Regions from separate parts of the Mus musculus genome. Here region 1 is linked to region 2. A link is a contact called in public HiChIP or PLAC-seq data. All regions are on one chromosome and are shown on one strand. Each heading gives the region's core, a stretch centred on a gene start, on an enhancer-like site or on the middle of the called end of the contact. The rest is flanking DNA. Distances are from core to core; before and after follow the strand shown.

What was found. HiChIP or PLAC-seq counts read pairs in DNA pulled down with a chosen protein or histone mark.
Region 1: an H3K4me3 HiChIP or PLAC-seq map of bone marrow-derived macrophages shows a contact between it and region 2, with 2.4 times the contacts expected there. The contact joins the enhancer-like site here to the promoter of Hnrnpr in region 2. A contact is called at or near these places in 14 of 39 promoter capture datasets (3T3-L1-derived adipocytes, the C10 cell line, the HPC-7 cell line and 9 more), 1 of 484 Hi-C or Micro-C datasets (DN3 thymocytes), 13 of 115 datasets of contacts at active chromatin or transcription factors (CD8 T cells, the NIH/3T3 cell line, the SCID.adh cell line and 7 more) and 3 of 9 other capture datasets (adipose tissue, liver and pancreatic islet).

What each region holds. Positions count from the first base shown.
Region 1 is chr4:136,565,934-136,571,655 of GRCm38.p6, reverse strand. Kdm1a (lysine (K)-specific demethylase 1A) reads left to right here. Exons shown (of 20, transcript NM_001347221.1): 8 at 1,117-1,198; 9 at 2,989-3,083. Among named protein-coding and RNA genes, the nearest start is that of Kdm1a, 34 kb to the left of the region's middle. Within about 2 kb of position 1,480, at least 72 of the 459 cell types and tissues checked have an H3K27ac peak or open chromatin away from gene starts, as enhancers often do. A contact at or near this core is called in DN3 thymocytes and bone marrow-derived macrophages, where this site is marked.
Region 2 is chr4:136,307,073-136,313,012 of GRCm38.p6, reverse strand. It overlaps Hnrnpr (heterogeneous nuclear ribonucleoprotein R), which reads right to left and starts at 2,071. Exons shown (of 11, transcript NM_001277121.1): 1 at 1,924-2,071.

The DNA.
Region 1 (5,722 bases), core at 231-2,730, 260 kb before region 2:
AGCGCTTTAATTTGGGGTGGTCATAAACTTTGTAGGAGGTGATATTTCAGTTATTAAATTATATCCCTTGTTTGCTAGATAGGGAAAGGGAATTATGTTCGGTAGAGCAGGTCTTTCAGGAGCAGCTAAAGCTAGGAGAAGTAGTTCATCATTCCCAGATCTGGAAGTAGAAACTGAGGTGGAGAGGGTGAGAGCAGGTCACTTCAGGGAGCTGTTAGAAAAGTGGTTTGTATACATCCTTTTTTTTTTTTTCTTCCATATTTTGCCTTCCAGTGACTGATTTTTTTATTTAAAAAAATGAAAGAAACTTTCTTAGTAACCTAAACATTTAAGCATTTTATAAAATCTTTAAAATACTATATGTAGTTAATTTAAAATGGCTTTTTATGAAGTTTTAATTTTTTAAATAATATTTAAATAGAGCATGGGGACATGAAAATGGTTTTCCTGATAGGCTGTTGCTTTTGTATGTACTCTGTACTGTGTGTTAAGAGTAAAGGAAGGAAGGCTTAGCAGGTCATTGTGATCCTTCCCACGTTATAGCTCGTAAAGTTTTGCTCTGCAGTTTTTGTAGTGTATCTCAAGTTTACAGGGTGTTTTGATATTTTCAGTAATTTTAAGTTACCACTGTAACTCAGTAAGGTTTTTCTATCCCCGAAACCTTAATCAGTAGACATAAGCCTGGACCTGTTTAGGACTAAAATCTATTGTTACCAGTTTGTGTTCCTGGGCATCAGGTTCCTTGGCAGAGGACATTTGTCAGAGAAGTTATTGATCTAAAGATACAGTTACAACAACCAGTGACTGTCTCTGTGGCCCAGACTGCTTGGCCTTCTGGGAGATCATCAGTCTAACACTGGCTGGGGCAGCTTGATGTAATTCTCATCCTCACTGCAAAGGACTGTGGTAACCAAAGGATGAGCATCAGTTCACGGTGGCAGAGAGTCGTCTAGTGTTGGAATTTATAAGCATATAGTTTTTGAGTGGGCCTTGTGAGTCCTGTGCACTGAGAACAGCTGAGTGTCAGGTATGGTAGAGTAGAGTAGCGGCTCTGCTGTGCTTAGTTATGGTTAAAACAGCCTAGATGACTCGGACCGTTTCATCTCTAACAAACAGGATCGAGTAGGTGGACGAGTTGCTACATTTCGAAAAGGAAACTATGTAGCTGATCTTGGCGCCATGGTTGTAACAGGTCTTGGTAAGTAGTTTAATTTGATACTGCATTACACAATCTAAAATGAGAAAGCGCTTACATTTAAACCAATAGTTACTCTTATAATATACTAACTGGGGACTCATAGACAGTAAGTCATAGTGACTTACCACAGACAGAGAGTGAATCATAGGGACACACCATAGACAGACAGGAGTCATAGACACACACCACAGACAGACAGACAGACAGACAGACAGACAGTCATAGGAACATACCACAGACAGTGAGTGAGTCATAGGGACACACCACAGACAGACAGTGAGTGAGTCATAGGGACACACCACAGACAGATAGTGAGTGAGTCATAGGGACACACTACAGACAGACAGACAGTCATAGGGACACAGCACAGACAGAGTCATAATGAGAGTTTACTTAATTTCCTTATAGTTGTGGTTCTAGGCCATAGGAGCAGTGATCTGTTAGGCTTCTTGCTAATAGTCTCTGGGAGTTCAGATCACATGGCAAGAAACCGTATGTGAGTGCCTTTATGTTTCACCCTCCTAAGGCTAATAAGAGTCAGTCAATCAAGTTCACCTATCATATCATCTCCAAAGCGTTTACCTTTTGAATAGGAGGATTAAGTGGGAATTCTCAGAGTGGGAATTAAACTCCAGCCTGAGTTTGTTGTTTTGGTTCTGAGTGTGTTTTGTTTTAATGAGACAGGGTTTCTCTCAGTAGCTCTGGAAGTCCTGGAACTCAATCCAGGCTGACCTGGAGCTCACAGAGATCCAATTGCTTCTGTGTCCCCACCCCCCAAGTGCTAGGATTGAAGGCGTGTGCCACTACAACCTGGTCCAACCTGTGTTTTGAGGGGGCAAAGTATATTCAAATCACAGCAGGTCCTTATTCTATTAGTGGAAGGCACCTTGCCAATTATCCTTTCTGAAGGCGGAAAAATGGGAATTGTACAAGGCTTTTGACACTAGGGCGTCTTTTTATAGTTTAAAGAATTTATCCTGAGCAAACAGACCAGTGAATGATGCTGTGTTTGGATCATTTCCAACACAACATTGTTTCTAATGGCACAGCATTAGAAACCACATTAGAAGATTAAATTATTATATGGTGAGACATGAATATCCACTAAGAATTATAGCTTCATAGCATAACATGTTTGCAATGTATTGCTAAATTATAACTATCACAGAATGGGTTATAACCCTTTTATGTGAAGCCTGTAACTGTACACAGAAAGCTCTGTATTAAAACATTAACTTAAAGGATTATGAGCAATATAAACCCCCCGCGCCCCCCCCCCATTTTTTTCTGAACAGGGTTTCTCTGTGTAGCCCTGGCTGTCCTAGAACTCGCTCTGTAGACTAGGTTGGCCTCAAATGCAGAGATTCACCTGCCTCTGCCTCCCAAGTGCTGAGATTAAAAGCGCCTGGCTTATTTAATTTTTTTACCTTGGTCTACGTTTTCCCCATGAGCTTTAGAATAGAAGATATAATTAACATCCTGCATTGTCAGCTGCTTACTCAGTTTTTTGGCAGTGCTGCTGGGGATCCAGCTCAGTGCCTTGAAAATGGGAGACCAGCTCTAGTACTGAGTTCTATGCCTGCCCTTGCTTATTCTGCAGGGTGTCTCATTGCATAGCTGGCTGGCCTTGGACACCACTCTGCCTTCCTGTCTCTCACCTTGAAAGGGCTGCAGTACCGGCATAGGCCACCAAGGCTGAATTTAGCAAGTTTTTGTTTTGAGTAAAGAAAATTTGACTTTGAGGTTTTCCTTTTCAAGGGTAGGCTGACTTTGTTTGAGTTTTTTCCTAGGAGGGAATCCCATGGCTGTCGTCAGCAAACAAGTAAATATGGAACTGGCCAAGATCAAGCAAAAATGCCCACTTTATGAAGCCAATGGACAAGCTGTAAGTTGATGACAAACAGCTTTTCAAAATTTCTTTGGTTCGGTTGGAAATCATTTTAGGGAACTGTATGACTGAGCATGCTATGAGTATACAGACCGAGAAGAGAGATGAGCATGGTGTGACTATACAGACTTAGAAACAATTGCTGTTTTTCTAGCTGTTTTCTTAACTCTGAGTTATTTAGGAAGAGATGATGGTATATGTGCAAATTTACATGTCTGCCTAGGCATTTTGTCTGTAGGAATTGACTGAAGGCTGGCCACACAGCTAATTGGCCCTAGCCAATTTTTTTCAATAGACCTATGGAATTGAACCTGAGTCTTCCTATTTCTGTGCTGTCCCTCCATCATGTGCTTTAGCTCTGTGTGCTCTGTCACTTCCCTTTGTGTATAGATAGAGGCTTCTGACAGGAGGGCTAGCAAACAGCCGGGGACACTTATCCAGAGGTAGAGTAAGTTAGTGCTTATGGTTAGAGGCCTAGGAGCTTCTTGTCCTTGGTGTGAGATTAGCAGCAACATGGTGATTGGTTTGAGATGTGAGAGCTCGGGCCTTGGTCAGACATGCCTAGGCTGCCCCTGGCAATCCTGATTTTGCAGGTATGAGTAAAATTCAGAAGTTTGTGTTTAGCAGAAATTTGACCAGCTCCCCTGTCAGGATGAGAAACACTGTCTGAGAATGTAAACATATGGCTAACTTTGTATTTTGAGAAAGAAAGTTTGCTATGTATTGTATATGTATAGCTTAGTTATTGTTACCAGAGTGATAAGATTCCCTGCTCTTAAGTTTTACAGGATGATGATCTCAGGGGACATCTGTCTCTGGGCTTTGTGGGCTTCAGATCAGAAAGAGGCTGATGTTAAGGAAACGCCTTGGGTTATGTCTACCAGATGTGCAGATTTCTTTCCAGGGCTTATTTGTGAGAGACATCTAACAAAATAAGAATGGAATGAGAGAGAAGGGATATAATTGATGCTAACTTATTAGTAACTTATAAAAAGTTACTAATAATTTACTGACAAAAGTCAGTAAAAAAAAATAAAGTTGAAGACAGGTTCCCTGCTGCAATCTATTGTTACTTATATGGGAGTAGCACCCCTCCAGTTTTTATTATGGAATTTTTTTAAAAACTACAGAAGTAGGAAGAGTATTATAATGTACTCCCATTTTCCCAGTTTGTTTAATTTTTCCTGTTTCTTCTTCAGGGAAAGAGAGTCTAAAAAATAACTGCTACCCAGAAGTGTTGCAGTTGCTAATTAATGTCTACTCAAACCAACCTGGTTTGCGACTCAGGTCCTAGTTCCCCGCCCCAGTGTTCTGGGTTCCGGAGTGAAAGAACATGCACAAAGCCTGTCAGCAAGATCAAGCTGAGGCAGATTTGCCAAGGGTTAGAGACATTGCTACAGAAGAGACAGGGCATGAGGGTGTGTGGAAGTGGCTGGCGGGACAGGGTCACAGAGGGAGGGAACACATTTGTGAGTTGCAGTTTAGGACTTCAGCCGTGGTTGCACACTGGGGCTGAGGAAGGTGAGTAGGTGGAGAGAGCTCTGTGGGACAGGGTGAGGTCATCCTGGTGAGGCAAGAAGACAAGCTGCAGTGGAGCCCTGCTGTGGGGTGCTGGGAGCAGGGTTTGGCCCAGGAGAAGTGACTTCGACAAGGCAGGAAAGAGCCTGGCTGTGTGAGGGGAACGAGCAGCAAGTAAAGATCTAGGCAGAGAAGTGTGTTCAGTGCTTATACACTCCGTCTGGGACTGCTGGCTCCTGAGCCCTCCAGCGGCTGAGCATCAGGCCTCTGTACTAACTGAGCACAGCTTAGCTAAGCTCATAAAATAAGCTTTTAGCTTTGTGTTTGTTGGGTGGGGAATGGGATCCAGCCCCTCACGCTTCTCTAGGCGATTGCTCTATCGGTGATTCTAAGTGCTGGATTGTTTTGTTTTTGTTTGTGTGGGGGTTTTTTGGGGGGTGGTTGTTGTTATTGATTTTATTTCTGTGTAGCACATTTTTAAAAAACATGTTTTAACAATATACCCACTAGCACGTTCCCCCGAAGCATAGTCACCAATCTCTCCTGTTACAGTGTGGGATATGATAAACAGCTGGTATAAGAACCGCTTCTGCTGACCATACTATAGAAACTTGTCTATTATGTCCTGGCTTAAGCTCCCTATCTGAGGACTAGGCCTTTGGAGAAACATTCAGTAGTTTGAACAAGGGATATGGTTTTTCTTTCCTTTTCTCCCTTTTAGAGTTAATTATTTTATGTATTTGGGTGTTTTCCGTACATGATCTCTGTGCATAATGCGTGCCTGCTGCCCATGGAAGACAGAAGAGGGTTTTGGAGCCCCAGGTACTGGAATTACAGTTGGTTGTGAAATACCACGTGGGTGTTGGGTATTGAACCTGGGTCCTCTGCAAAAGCAACAGGTGCTCTTTACTGCTGAGCCATCTTTCCTGCCGATGTTGTGTTTTTTTTTCCCTAAGTCTATTTGTATTTGGTGCTATAGCCAAGTGATGGTTCTTCAGGCATTTTAGTTTTAGAAAGAATTCTTTGTAGCCTTGAGTTCCTCTTGCCTTTTGCATAGCTATATGTTAGAAACCACATTAATGTTTTTCTGTCTCCAATGGTCTGGCTCAGTAAGAATG
Region 2 (5,940 bases), core at 822-3,321:
CAAGTCACCCTCAAGCACTATAGCTTAAGATAGCCAATCCATTCCTGATCAGTCATCAAACACTGTGCAAATGCTGTTTCCTGACACAAAACAACTCTTCATTTGAACATCCACTGATGTCTAGTTGAAGTTAATGAGAGGAGAAAGAGGAAGGCAATAGTAGAAGCAGAGTGTGAAGGGTGTTACTCTGAGAATGACCTGACAGCTGCATGACTTCTCATCACAAAGCTCTCACTAGTCCTCTAATGTCTACAGAGACGCGACTGTACTTAACGATGTATCTCAAGGCAAGCCTCAAATTCTGATGAACTAGCAAAAAATAGAAACATCCAAAACTGGCACAAGAAACCACTATACTAGCACGTAAAATGTAAGATGAACCTTTTTACTGATTAAAACAACCTAGTTCTATAAAGAAGCATTCTAAAATCCAAAATCTTTCTGTGGACATACATTTGTGCTTTCCCATTCCTCCCCCACAAACACTATACGAAGATCACAACTCAAAAGTTCTGTAACAAGACCTTCATAGCACTGCACCTATGAATACTATGTTACAGGAGAGGAAATTAACTGAGAAGTTCGATGAACATCTGTTAAGGTGGAGTGTTTTTGAAAAGTATGCGTGAAGCAAAATGACAAGTTATGTATTAAGCACAAGACATTTATGACTACCATTGATATCAAAACTTTTAAAATGTTCAGATTTTGTCAACTTTAACCTAAAAAAAAAAAAAAGGTAAAATAGACTCTAGGAAATAAATCCTTCGGATCAAGAGGGGGGATTCAACAACAATGCCACACAGCCAAACCATATTTCTGGATGCAGCAAATATTCTAACGTGACTGGAACCCTTTGACACAAACATTTTTGCAAAAAAAAGAAAATTACAAAATAAAGTCATTTAAATAAGATTTATAAGGACCGCTGGGAGACTCGGGAAGTCAGTACTAGCTTCTCCCTGACTTGTGGCGAACATCTCTAAGCAAAATGTTGAGAGACGGGCTTTTAAAAGAACCAAGGAAAGCTAACGGTTATCTCACAGCTCGGGAGTATCAAGCCTTTAATCACTACGACTGACTCCTGACACATTCTGCTTTTAAAGGGCAAGGGGGGGAAAAATCCCAAACAGGTAACGAGAAAGGACTGAACCTTTCAAGAACCCCTGGGCTTTCGTCTTAAAATTCTGGCCACATGGCTACTACCGTGTAAGAAAAAGAAGCGCTTTTCCAAACTGGAGCGCCTATGACATTCTCAGAATTACCTAGCTCAGGCGCCGCTCGAAACCAAGTGTCACGGCCTCTTAGTAGTCATTTTTTCCTTCAAATCCCGGCTCGAAGCATGCAGGTTGGGGATCGGGCGGGAGGCACCCCCCATACCTCGGCCCCTCGGCTCCGACTCCCGTAAAAGTTTGCTCCCGGCTCAGGTAACCCTGGGACTTGCACCCCGCCCTCGGCTCACCCCACCCCCTCGGGCGCGACCCGGTTATCAACACATCCCACAGGCCGCCGGGCGAGAGGCGGGCCAGGCCTGACCGCAGGCCTCGGGGGCAAGCACCGGGGTCAGGGGGAAACGCCTGAAACCCTTCGCCCGGACCGGGGCCGCGGACAGCGGCGGGCGGAGGCGGGAAAAAGCACCGCGAGACCGGCAGGCCGCACGGAGGACAGCGGACCGAGGGACCGGGGCACCGGAGGGGCTGAGAAGGATGAGCGACAGAGAGAGGAGGCGCCGCGGCGGGACTCAGGCCCGCGGCTGCGCGGCGGGCCGGAGCAGAAGCCGCCCCCGGCCCATCCCCACCCCCACCCTGGGGCCTCGGAGCAAAGACCCAAACTGCAGGCCAGGGCGCCGAGCCTGGACCCGGCCGAGTCCGGTCAGACCGGGACTCCCGGCCCCTCCCCCCCACGGGCCAGCGCGAGACTCACCAGGGCAGAGCTGGGGGCTGGCGGCCTGGCCCGTGAGAAGCAGCGCGAGGCGCTTTGAAAACGACAAGAAATGGCGCGCGCGCCACCCCCTCCCCCCCTCGCATGGACCGAGACGCGATCCCGGCAGCACGCGGGGTTTCCCGGAACTGCTTCCAGGGACTCCGTGCGGCCGACCAATCGGCCCACGAGACCGTATGACGGGCAGCTTGACGGGCCAATAAGAGAGAGGGGAAAGCGGCCCTCACGTCGGGGACTCCGAGGACCAATCGGTGTGGCCGTCGGGCTGAGCCAATGAGGGGTCTCAGCGCCACTGGCTGCGGCGCCTCCGGGGCGGGGGCATGCACACAAAGGGGTCTGTTGGTGGGAGCCCCTGGTAGTGGCGAGGCTGCGGGGCAGCGGGCCTTGCGTGGCCGAAGCTCCTCCCTCTTCTTCTACCACCGTTAAGAGGTTGAAAAATCTAGGCCTCCCGCCGCGTGGCCACCTCCGGAGCCCCGCCCCCTCGGGTCCCGGCGGCCACGCTCCGCAATGGCGCTGCTACCCCGCGCCGGAGTCCCTTATCTCCAATCCTCCCTCCCGCCGTTCTGAGCGTTAGGTCCCGAGCACACCCCATTCGCCACACGCTGGGCTCCATCAATAGATCATCTTGGCTCTAGTCAAAACACAACTTCAGGGTGACTTGACTCGTGTCGCTGGAGATTTCTCTGTAGAAAAGCATCCCTTAGAATGACTGGAGAAACTGCCTGTTTCCCTCCTTGGCTCTTCTCCTCACAGAATAACGTGGATCTGACTCAAGAGTGACGCTAACAGAAAGCAGGGACCCTTCGGAGTTTGGAGACTAGAGTAGGTAGGGTCACTGGATCAACGACTGAAAGCCAGGCAAGCGGGCAAAGGGTTCATTTCCAAGAAACTAATACCTGTTATTCATAAACCTCTCACCTGTCACTCCTGTCCCAACACTACCTCAGTGAAGAAGGTCAAGGGATCTGCTTCCAAACATATCTGGAGATCATGTTTCTCAAATCCTATAAACCAAAGTTTATTGTTAGTCTACCCATGCGTTTTTGAACGGACATGTGCAAAAGTGCACTTGATACGAACTTGATGGCCAATGTAGTAGTGCTGGGAGGTGGGGCCGGTAGTGGGAGGTGTTTCGGGCACTAGGACTCCACCCTCAAAGCATTAAAGCCGACTGATAGGCCTCCAGGCTGTGAGTTTGATGCCTGACTCTAGATCTTCTCTGCATCTTTTGCGCTTCCAGCGTAGGGAGACGGCCCTTATCCCCGCGTGCTCTCAATGTTGGACTTCCCTGCTTCCAGAACTGTAAATTGTAAAGCCTGTCCTAGGGGCTGGAGAGACGGCTCAAATGCAAGTTTAAAATCCTGACTGTGGCCCGGCAGTGGTGGCGCATGCCTTTAATCCCAGCACTCGGGAGGCAGTCAGGCGGATTTCTGAGTTCCAGGCCAGCCTGGTCTACAGAGTGAGTTCCAGGACAGCCAGGGCTATACAGAGAAACCCTGTCTCGAAACCCCGCCCCCCCACAAAAAAAAAACCTGACTGTGAATCTCCATCCACTTGAGTAAAAAGCCTGGCGTGACCGCATGCACCTGTAAACTCCAGTGCTGATGTAGACTGCAACCGGAGAATTGCTGTAGCTTGCTGCCAGTTTAGCTCCAGGGCGGAGGGTGGAAGAGCAGGACACTCACTTTCTTCCTCTGACCTTCGTCTGCACCTCCCTCCACACACACATAAGCAAACACAAGATCAGATAAAAACCCTCTTCTGTATAAATTATCCCACCGGTGTTGTATCCCAGCAATACTAACAAGGCCGTTAGTGTCCAATACCAAGCCAATATTATGGGATGTAAAACACAGATCTCCCAGGAGCATACAGCTCAGTGTTAGAGCACGTTCTTCCATACAAAGAGCCCTGAGTTCAGGCTCTAACTTGTGGGGTGGGGTTCTGGTGGCTGGAGAGACCCAGGTTCAATCCCAGAGCCAATATGGTAGTTCACAAATGTCTGATACTCCAGTTCCAGAAGATCTGATGCCCTCCACTGACCTTTTTAGACACTAGGCACACATGTGATATGCAAGCATATATGCAGGCAAAAGCACCCAAACATATAAAATAATTTAAATAAGCTTTTGTACCTTAGAGAAATTCCAGGGCAGTAGACTATGCATATCAAAGCTTTCACAACCTGAAGGAAGATTTTGTTTGTTTGTTTGTTTGTTGAGCCAGGGTCTATGTAACCATGGCTGTCCTGAAACTCACTATGTAAACCAGGCCAGACTCTAACTCAGAGAGGTCTGCTGGCCTCCACCTCCCTGCTGGGATTAAAGGTATGTACTATTATGTCTGGCCCATATACTCTTTTTGGCTTGGGTTTTTTTATGTGCTTGTTTTGTTTTTAAGGTTTATGTGGGGGGATGTATTTTGCCTGTATGTATTCTCTGTAACACATGTGTGTCTGCAGAGATCAGAAAAGGATCTCAGATCCCCTGGAACTGGAATTGCAGATGGTTGTGAGCCACCTTGTGGGTCCTGAAGGAGCAACAAGCGCTCTTCACCTCTGAGCTAACTCTCCAGTCCTTCATCAAAGGTATTTTAAATGGAAAGTGTGCTTCCATTTTTGTGGAGCATCTATAGACCAGGCTGGCCTCGAACTCAGAAGAACTCTGCCTCCCTCTACCTGCAGAGTGCTGGGATCAAAGGCATGCACCACCACCACCCAACAAAAACAAGTCTTTTTGTTCTTTTAAGATTGATTGATTGATTGATTGATTGATTGGTTTAATGTATGTAAGTACACTGTAGCTGTACAGATGGTTGTGAGCCTTCATGTGGTTGTTGGGAATTGAGTTTTTAGGACCTCTGCTCGCTCCCATCAGCCCCACTCACTCCAGTCCCGCTCGCTCAGACCCTGCTTGCTCCAGCCCAAAGATTTATTTATTATTATACATAAGTACACAGTAGCTGTCTTCAGACACACCAGAAGAGGGTGTCAGAGGGTTTCAGATCTCATTATGGGTGGTTGTGAGCCACCATTTGGTTGCTGGGATTTGAACTCAGGACCTTCGGAAGAGCAGTCAGTGTTCTTACCTGCCGAGCCATCTCAACAACCAAACACAAGTCTTTATAACTCCAACTGAAAAAATATTTTCCCTTTTCCTGTAAGCAGCCTGAGATGACTTGTGAAGATGGTTCACTATCCTCTTGGCCCAGAAACCCCTACAAAATCATGCAAATCAAGAGATTCAAATTTGCATGCTCACTTTTAAGAACACCCATGAAACTGGCCAGGGCATCTAGAGTATGCATATCTGGAAAGCCACCAGGTATCTGAAAGATGTCACTTTAAAGAAATTATTGTGAGTTCCAGTGATGTAATGGAGTTTGTAGGTGTATCCAGGCCAAACAGCGGGGCTGGACATTGGGTCGACAGCCAAAAGAGTGCTGAATTTTTGCTGCACGTGCTTAAAAAATGCAGAAAGTGATGCTGAACTTAAGGGTTCAGATGTAGGTTCTCTACATATCTCGTGAACAAAGCACCAGGGATGCGCTGAGAGAGCTCATGGCCGCCAGACTACCTGGTACATGATTCCCAGTCCAATCGAGATGATCCTCACTAAAAAGGCGCAAATCGTTCCGAAGCCAGAAGAGAAGGTGGCACAGAAGAAAAGATATCCCAGAAGAAACCAAAACTTAACGGCACAGGAATAGACTCAGCACAAAACAGGCACAGACAAAAGGAAAGGTCATAAAAGGAGAGAGAAACAGAGAGAGGAGGGAGGAAGGAGGAAGAGAAAAATTGCTTTTTAGTTAGAGTCGCAGCGGGGTGGCAGGTTTGCCAGCTGAAGAAGGTATATATTATCATCCAATGAAAGTGTGAAGGGCTGCCAGGCTCAGTGGCAAGAGCCCTTATGTACTGAGACACCGCACCAGCCTGTACCATCATCATCATCATCACTATTATTATTTATTTCTTTATTTTGTGGTACTGGGGACCAAACC